2 separate regions of the Mus musculus genome follow, and region 2 is linked to region 1. The links are chromatin contacts, called in public HiCAR-type maps. All regions are on one chromosome and are shown on one strand. The core of a region is the stretch at or near the end of the contact, and the rest is flanking DNA. Distances in the headings are between cores, read along the strand shown.

Region 1 (4,194 bases), core at 548-3,047:
TTTTTTTCACACTTTTTTATGAAGATCAGTGTTTTGCCAGCACATATGCGGTGCCTGTGGAGATCAGAGGAGGCCTGGAGACTAGTTACAGGAGGTTGTAAATGGCCACCTGAGCACTGGGAACTGAATCAGGCAGCATCCTCTGCAAAAAACAACCAGGGCTTTTCACTGCTAAGCCACTTTTAAAGTTTTAAGAGTGTGTGTGTGTGTAGGGGTTCGTGCATTTGAAGGAGGTGCCCTCAGAGGCCAGAAGTGGAGATGGGATGCTCTGGTACTGGAGTTATAGGCAGTTGTGAGTCACAGAGGTGGATGCTGGAAATCAAACTGGAGTCTTTACAAGAGCAATACCCTCTTAAGCACTGAACCATCATTACAGACCATCCACCTCATCTTTTTGACAGGGTCTCATGATGTAACCCTGGCTAACCTGGAACTCTGCAGCTATGTAAACCAGGCTAGCCTCAATCTGCCAACCTCTTCCTCCCAAGTGCTGGGTTAAAAGTAGACTGACCAACCAACCCAGCAAGAACTATAATTTTTAACAACAAAAAACAAAACAAAACAAAACCATGCAGGGCAGTGGGAGACAATGCCTTGAATCTTGGCACATGGAAGGCAGAGAGAAGCAGGTGTATGGCTATGATTTCAAGGCCAGCCTCTACAGAGTGAGTTTTAGGCCAAAGCAGACCTAACAAAAAACAAAATAAGCAAAAAAGACAACAACAAAACCCCAACCAAACAAAAAGCAAACACAAAATAGTGATACCCCATAAATATGGCGATAGGAAGCTTCAGAACTGAACGTCATGTTTCCTCAATCTGCACTAAGATTTAAATAATCACAATATAAATCCTAACAACTTATGAAAAATTAAGAAACTGATTCTCAAGTTTATGTGGAGAGTGGAAAAAAACGAAAATGGTCCACACAATTCCAAAGAAACAGCACACAGACTTAAAGTGTATATATATAGTTATAGATATTATATATACACATGTTATATACACACACATATATATATGGGGTGTGTGTGTGTGTGTACCTTTTTTTGACAAAGTAGCAAAGGAAACTCAACAAAGGGCAGAATAGCAAAAGGTTATTAGCAGAACCGATGTCTATAGACAAGAAATTAAATAGAGTTTCACAATGTTGGGGCTGGAGAGATGGTTTAATGGTTGGGAAAACCGGCTGCTCTTCCAGAGGACCTGAGTTCAATTCCTAGTACCAACATGGCAGCTCAACAACAGTTCCAGAGGATCTGACATCCTCACAAAGACATACATACATTTTGGCAAAATACCAATGCACAAAAAATAATAATTTTTTTAAAGTTTAAAATTCACAGTATTAACTCAAGTTGATTGCTTTGACCTAAATGTTACATGAAAATTCAGAACTTCTAGAAAGTAGCAGAAACTAGATGACCTATTGTTTTACAACCTTCTGATGAGATACCCAAAGCAGGACTGTATAAAACGCCTGCCCCAGACAGAGCACCGACTCTTTCCTGCGCGAGGCGGAGCCTCCGCAGGGAGGCTCCGCGCTCTGCGCAGGCGCGGACCACGGCGAAGAGGACACAGGGCCCAGCGCCACACAGCACTGAATGCCGCTGCCGCCCCGCCCCAGCCTCGGGGAGGATCCACCACAGCGGGCAGGGACAGCGGCCCTTGCTCACCATGGCGCGGCTTCCGAACTCGCCCGCGCTCTCCTCACTGGTCCCGGCAGCAGCGCTCACAGCACAACACACCGCACCTCCCTGTGCCGCAGAGCCGAGCCACAATATGGCGGCCGTGAAGAACCCGCCTCTTGCCGCTCTCCAGTAGTCCTGATTAGACGGCACGGTTCTAGAACCTGATTGGCTACCAAAGCCTGAGTGACACTAGCTTCCAAAGCCGAAGTGTGGGATTCAAATGACAGCCATAGCCCCGCCCTCCTTGCTTCTAAGCAGAACTAGCTTCTCCCTGGTAAAGCAGTACTCCATCACCAAGTCGTCACTGTGCACACCGAGTGCTCATTGCAGCAATCCTGCTGCCTCACAATTAGAAAGGTGCTCAGGTCAGTTTTAATTAGAAGGTCAAATTATAACTGGACATGATGTTCTCCAGGCATCAGGAATTTGAGTAAGGAACATCTATGGTTTATACATCTGTCCCAGGTTGCACATTAACACAAGTATTCATTTCCTCTATTTTCATAGCATGTGTGTTCTTCCAGTTAAGATCTCTATCCAGCCGGGCAGTGCAGGCAGTGGTGGCACACACCTTTAATTCCAGCACTTGGGAGGCAGAGGCAGGCAGATTCCTGAGTTCGAGGCCAGAGTGGTCTACAGAGTGAGGACAGCCAAGGCTACACCAGAAACCCTGTCTTGAAAAAACCAAAACAAACAAACAAACAAAAACCAAAAACCTCTCTATCCTTCCATCTCACCCCCGTTTCTCCTCTCCAGGCCTCTACAGACATTCTAATTTAAACAAAAGCAAAAAGAAAAAGAAAAAGAAAATTGAAGACGTGGGTCAAGGAAATGACTTAGTAGGTTAAGCATGAACATAGTAGAAGAAGACCAACTCAGGAAAGTTGTCCTCTGGCCTCCACAAGTGTGTTCTTCACACACACATAAATATACACAGACACACACACACGTACATAGCCACTAAATCATCAGAACATTTTATTATTTAATTTTTGGTTTTTTGAGTTAGAGTTTCTCTGTGTAGCCCTAGCTATCCTGGTGTTTTTGTTTTTGTTTTTTGTTTTTTTGTTTTTTTCCAAGACAGGGTTTCTCTGTATAGCCCTGGCTATCCTAGAACTCACTCTGTAGACCAGGCTAATCTCAAACACAGAGGTCTACCTGCCTATGCTTCACGGGTGCTGGGAAAAAGGCGTTCACCCATTTTTACTAAAGAAGAAGTGGGGGAGTACTGGCAGTAGAAACAATAAGAAGGAAAAACCCAGCAAAGCTAATGGAGTCAATGAACAGATCAGTGAGTGGTGTTCAGTCGTGTAATGATTAGTCTTGATTGTCAAAGTGATAGGAGCAACCCTCCAGCATGTATGTAAGGGTGTTTCTAAATAGGGTAGTTGAGATAGGAAGGCTCTTCCTAAAAGTGGGCAGTATCATTACCTAGACCACAATCAAGGACCGACTGAAAAGAGGGAAGGAGGTGAGGGGATGGGAGCACTCTCTGTACCTTCTGCTCTTGTAGAGAACTTGTTTGGTTTACACACACACACACACACACACACACACACACACACACACACACACCCGTTGGCTCTTAACTTCCTGTAAATCCAGCTCCAGGGGATGAAATTCCTTCTTCTGAGCGCCTTCATGGCTCATGCATACTGAATTACCCATACATGTAAATAAAAAAAATGTTTTTAAATTATCATTATAGAATATCTTTTCTCCTCCTATGAAGGTTCCGATTCTCCCTGTTTAAGATCTCAAATATCTCTGAATTATAACTATTCCTAAGACAAGATATAATAAAGAGAATATACCTAGGAGCCAAAGTTAAAACTCCGTGTTAGCGCCAGCTAACCATCCATGAGAACCAGCTCTCTATAACCTCTTCATATTTTTTAGAGAGGATCTCACTCTGTACCCAAGGCTGGCCTCCAACTCACAGGAAACCACTGGTCTCTGCCTCTCGTGTCTCTATAACCTCTTGGCTTTAGTTAGTCTGGGAACTTTTGAATTATGTTTGGCTGACAAAAGTGAATCCATGCTTGTTGTCTTTTTTTTTTTTTTAATGTTTATATGAGTACATTGTTGCTGTCTTCAGATACTCCCCTTCCCAGACACCCCTCCTGCAAAAGGTATTTAACCCCAGGCCTGCCCTGAGAAGTGGGGTATGGTTTTACTCATCCACTTTGTGCTATGACAATAAATGCCCTAAAACCATGGACTGCCTCTTTTCATCAGGATCTGCCGTGGGGAGCAATGGAGAAGCTTTCACCTAAAGAGCTGCCATCTACTCTCCAGTGGAAGGCCTCTCCGCACTCCCAGCCACCACCAAGACTAAACCACCACCGCCAACAAGCCAAGTACCTATCCCCCCCCCGCCCCCCCCGCCCCCCCCACCCTAACCAGCCGAAGCTTCTTTCTTTCCCCCTTGGCCCCGGCTAGATCCAGCCCATGGGCCCCCACTCTGTTCTCAGCTCTTCCAAGCTCCCAGCAGCACCTGGGG
Region 2 (4,036 bases), core at 1,175-3,674, 2.5 Mb after region 1:
CCAGATACTCAAACCACGTAGTAAAAGGCCATGGATGCCCTGGAGTTGAAGTTACAGGCCCCACGTGGGTGTGAGGAACCACTCTTAAGCACTGAGCCAGCTCTTCATCTCTCCCACAGGCTTTACAACACCACTGGGTGGGTTATACCCAACACCACAGAACAGATTTGGCTGTCATGTTACTTTGTGTTAATTAGGAATGATTAAAAAAAAAAAAAAAAACTTCCTGTGTTCAGACTCAGTCCCCTACTGATCCCCAGGACAGGTGGTGTGGTGGCCAGTCTTTTTGTTTTTGTTTTTTGTTTTTTGTTTTTTTGTTTTTTTTGAGACAGGGTTTCTTGTGTAGCCCTGGCTGTCCAGGAATTTACTTTGTAGACCAGGCTGGCCTCGAACTCAGAAATCCACCTGCCTCTGCCTCCCAAGTGCTGCGATTAAAGGCGTGCGCCAACACGCCCGGCAGGTGTGGCCTGTTATACCAGCACTTTGGAGGCAGAGGCAGGAAGATGGCCATCCTGGACTATATAAGAAAAGACTATAAGATATAAGAAAAACCTATTACACACACACTGCAAATAAAAACAGAACTCCCTCCTCCAGAATCCTTAACGTTGGGAAATGACCCAAATCTTATCATTTGTTCCTTAGTAACGGGAAACTGAGACACACACACTCAGGGTGTTGTTCAGATCTGAATACACCACATGGCTCACTTTTGCTCCATGTGAAACACACATGGTATTCCCCGCTCTGTGGTGACAGGCTGAGGTGGGTCCCCGGTCCTAGAGGACTTGTTAGATCTTCCTTAACCAAGCCAGTGTTTCAGCCTCACATTCTGCCTCCATGAGTGTGTGATCTCTCTACTTTGATGTTTTGTGGAAAGGACCTGTGGACAGTTGGGGCTGATGTTACAGACCAGTGTCTGTAGTTCGCCAATGTTTCTGCTCCAAAGTCACAGAAGTGGACAAGGGGCTGGGTGTGGAATCTGCCACCCCCTATTCCTGCTGGAATCACTGCACCCAACTACACAAGCTTGACTGCACCCCTCAGCCTCCTGGTTTCAGGTCACAGCTTCAATGCCCTCCCTCTCTCTATTACCCTCTTGCTTTCTCCAGAGCTTACCTCAATGTTTGCCTCCGGGGTTAAGGTCAAAATTGCACCAATGTCCTTCCCCAGGCTCACCACATACTTCCTCCTCTTCCACTGTTCCTTTTTTTTTTCTGTTTAGGCCCCTTGGGTATTATGCATATTTATTTGATGTGCCCATCCCCCACTGAGTATCCCTTGCAAGTCTTGACAGTCAGACAACAGCTCTTCCCTGCACTAGAAGGATTTATGTGAGGTGTATGTTTGTGGGAGGTGAAAGGTCCCAGAGACTCAGTACTGTATTTATGTATCTAGTGTAAATTGTAATTATTACATGCTATTGTGTATTTGCACGTGCGCCAGTGCACTGTGAGGTCTAAGGACAACTTATGGGAACGGATTCTCTCCCCCTTTTGGGAACTGAGCTCCTTGGATGAGGCTTGTAAGCAGACACTAAGCCATCATGCCTGCCTCTAGTGTTTGCTTCTTTTTTAAGACACGGTCTCTTGTAGCCAAAGGGGCCTTGAACCTAATGCTTTCAACCTCCTAAATGTTCTGAAGACAAGCATATACCACCATGCCATGGTGTCTGCCTCTGTGTGTGTGTGTGTGTCTCCTTCCCTCCCTCCCTCCCTCCCTCCCTCCCTCCCTCCCTCCCTCCCTCCCTCCCTCCCTCCCTCCCTCCCTCCCTCCCTCCCATCTCTCTCTCTCTCTCTCTCTCTCTCTCTCTCCCTCTCTCTCTCTTTCTCTCTCTGTGTCTATCTCTCTCCCTCTGTGTGTGTGTGTGTGTGTGTGTGTGTGTGTGTGTGTATTAAGGGGGCTACGATGCTCCAGGCTGGCCTCAACTCCCTTCTAGGCAGGCCCCAAACTTCATCCTTCTTGTCTTAGCTTCCAAGGTAGCTTAAACAAAGATTTCACAGAGCGTTCCCTGGGTGAGCACTGTGACCCCAGACTCCCCATGCATCGGTCCAGGTTTCCAGGGGCTTGAGGCTGGGGAGATACCGGGAAAGCCTCGTCACCCGTGTTCCCCGCGGAGTCCCAGGTGCCACCCCCTCCCCCGCCCCCCGCGCGCGCTAACTATGCTGTTGTGCCTGGTTTGTTGACGCCGTCGCCATAGGGACGGTCGGGGGCGGGGCCCGGCCGCGGGGGCGGGGCTTGAGGAGCGCAGTCCGGGCTCCCGCAGTAGCCGCCACAGCCACCACCGCCAGGCTTATATACCGCGGCTAAATTTAGGCTGAGCCCGGAGCTCGTCCCCATCCGGGACGCGTTTCCGTCGACGCCTCCTAGCCCGGCCCTCTGTGCCTGCCGCGCCTATAAGGCCTGGGTGGGCCGGGCCACAGCACACACAGTCCCTGCCATGGCGCTCAGCGAGCCTATCTTGCCGTCCTTTGCCACTTTCGCCAGCCCGTGCGAGCGCGGCCTCCAGGAGGTGAGGGCAGCGAGGGTCCGCGGGCGGCGGGGTAGCAAGGTACCAGGCTACAGGGTGCAGGAGCCAGTACTGGAGATGACAAGGTCCAGGGTGCTGACCGCCTCAGGGAGTTAGACTTCAGGCTGTGGGACAGGAGGTGGGTGCAGGGACTGAGGACACGCGCGCTGAAGGGATGCCGTGCACCGGGTGCAGATCTTGAGGGCCTAGTTGTTAGACTTTGGGGTGCAGGGTAGCAGGAGGCACCCCCACTCACGTCCCGCGCCCTGTCTCCTGCAGCGCTGGCCGCGAAATGAACCCGAGGCGGGCGGCACGGATGAGGACCTAAACAACGTGTTGGACTTCATCCTCTCCATGGGATTGGACGGTCTGGGCGCCGAAAATCCTCCCGAGCCCCCGCCGCAGCCCCCGCCGCCTGCCTTCTACTACCCGGAGCCGGGTGCTCCGCCGCCCTACAGCATCCCCGCGGCCAGCCTGGGAACAGAGCTGCTGCGCCCCGACCTGGACCCGCCTCAGGGGCCGGCTCTGCACGGCCGCTTCCTCCTCGCGCCTCCCGGGCGGCTAGTGAAGGCCGAGCCCCCCGAGGTGGACGGCGGCGGCTACGGCTGCGCTCCGGGCCTGGCCCACGGACCGCGCGGGCTGAAGCTCGAGGGCGCCCCAGGAGCGACAGGTGCATGCATGCGGGGTCCCGCCGGCCGCCCCCCGCCGCCCCCGGACACGCCGCCGCTCAGCCCCGACGGCCCCCTGCGCATCCCGGCGTCCGGTCCCCGCAACCCGTTCCCGCCGCCCTTCGGTCCCGGCCCCAGCTTCGGCGGTCCCGGCCCCGCGTTGCACTACGGGCCTCCCGCGCCTGGCGCCTTCGGTCTTTTCGAGGACGCGGCGGCAGCGGCGGCGGCGCTGGGCTTGGCTCCACCTGCCACGCGCGGTCTCCTCACGCCGCCCTCGTCCCCGCTGGAGCTGCTGGAGGCCAAGCCCAAACGCGGCCGCCGCTCCTGGCCCCGCAAGCGCGCCGCCACACATACTTGCAGCTACACCAACTGCGGCAAGACCTACACCAAGAGCTCGCACCTAAAGGCGCATCTGCGTACACACACAGGTGGGCGCCTGGCCTCATTCCCGGGATCTGCGGCAGGGGGATGGCCGCGAGTTCAGGAACAGGCTAGGTTACAGAGGAAGACCCTGTCCATCCTCCAGAAGGGAAATGGATACTGTCCCCAGAGTCTATGACACTGCCAAGGGGGTGTGGCAGTTTAATGGGTTGGCTCCGAGGGACTCAGGTCTCAAGAATTCGGGACATAATTAAGAAGCTGTGGAGGGCTGGGCTGGGGCTTAGCACTGCATATAAAGTTTGGCATGGTGGCCTGAGCCTGTCATCTCAGTACTGAGCAGAAGAATCAGGAATTCAGACCTAATCTCAGAATGTTAGGGGAGGAATGCACCTGAGCCTGCTAGTGGTCAGCTTCAGGAGCCCAAGGTTCTCTGTTTAGATTAGATGTGGGATGGAGATGAGAGGGAGAGGGCAGTGCT

Evidence for each region. HiCAR-type assays count read pairs that join an accessible place to other places.
Region 2: a HiCAR-type map of astrocytes shows a contact between it and region 1, with 6 times the contacts expected there. The contact joins the promoter of Klf2 here to the promoter of Zfp866 in region 1. A contact is called at or near these places in 1 of 39 promoter capture datasets (the HPC-7 cell line) and 1 of 115 datasets of contacts at active chromatin or transcription factors (astrocytes).

What each region holds. Positions count from the first base shown.
Region 1 is chr8:69,773,114-69,777,307 of GRCm38.p6, forward strand. It overlaps Zfp866 (zinc finger protein 866), which reads right to left and starts at 1,798. Exons shown (of 4, transcript NM_177899.3): 1 at 1,677-1,798. The coding sequence starts at 1,679.
Region 2 is chr8:72,316,638-72,320,673 of GRCm38.p6, forward strand. Klf2 (Kruppel-like factor 2 (lung)) reads left to right here and starts at 2,425. Exons shown (of 3, transcript NM_008452.2): 1 at 2,425-2,512; 2 at 2,789-3,605. The coding sequence starts at 2,441.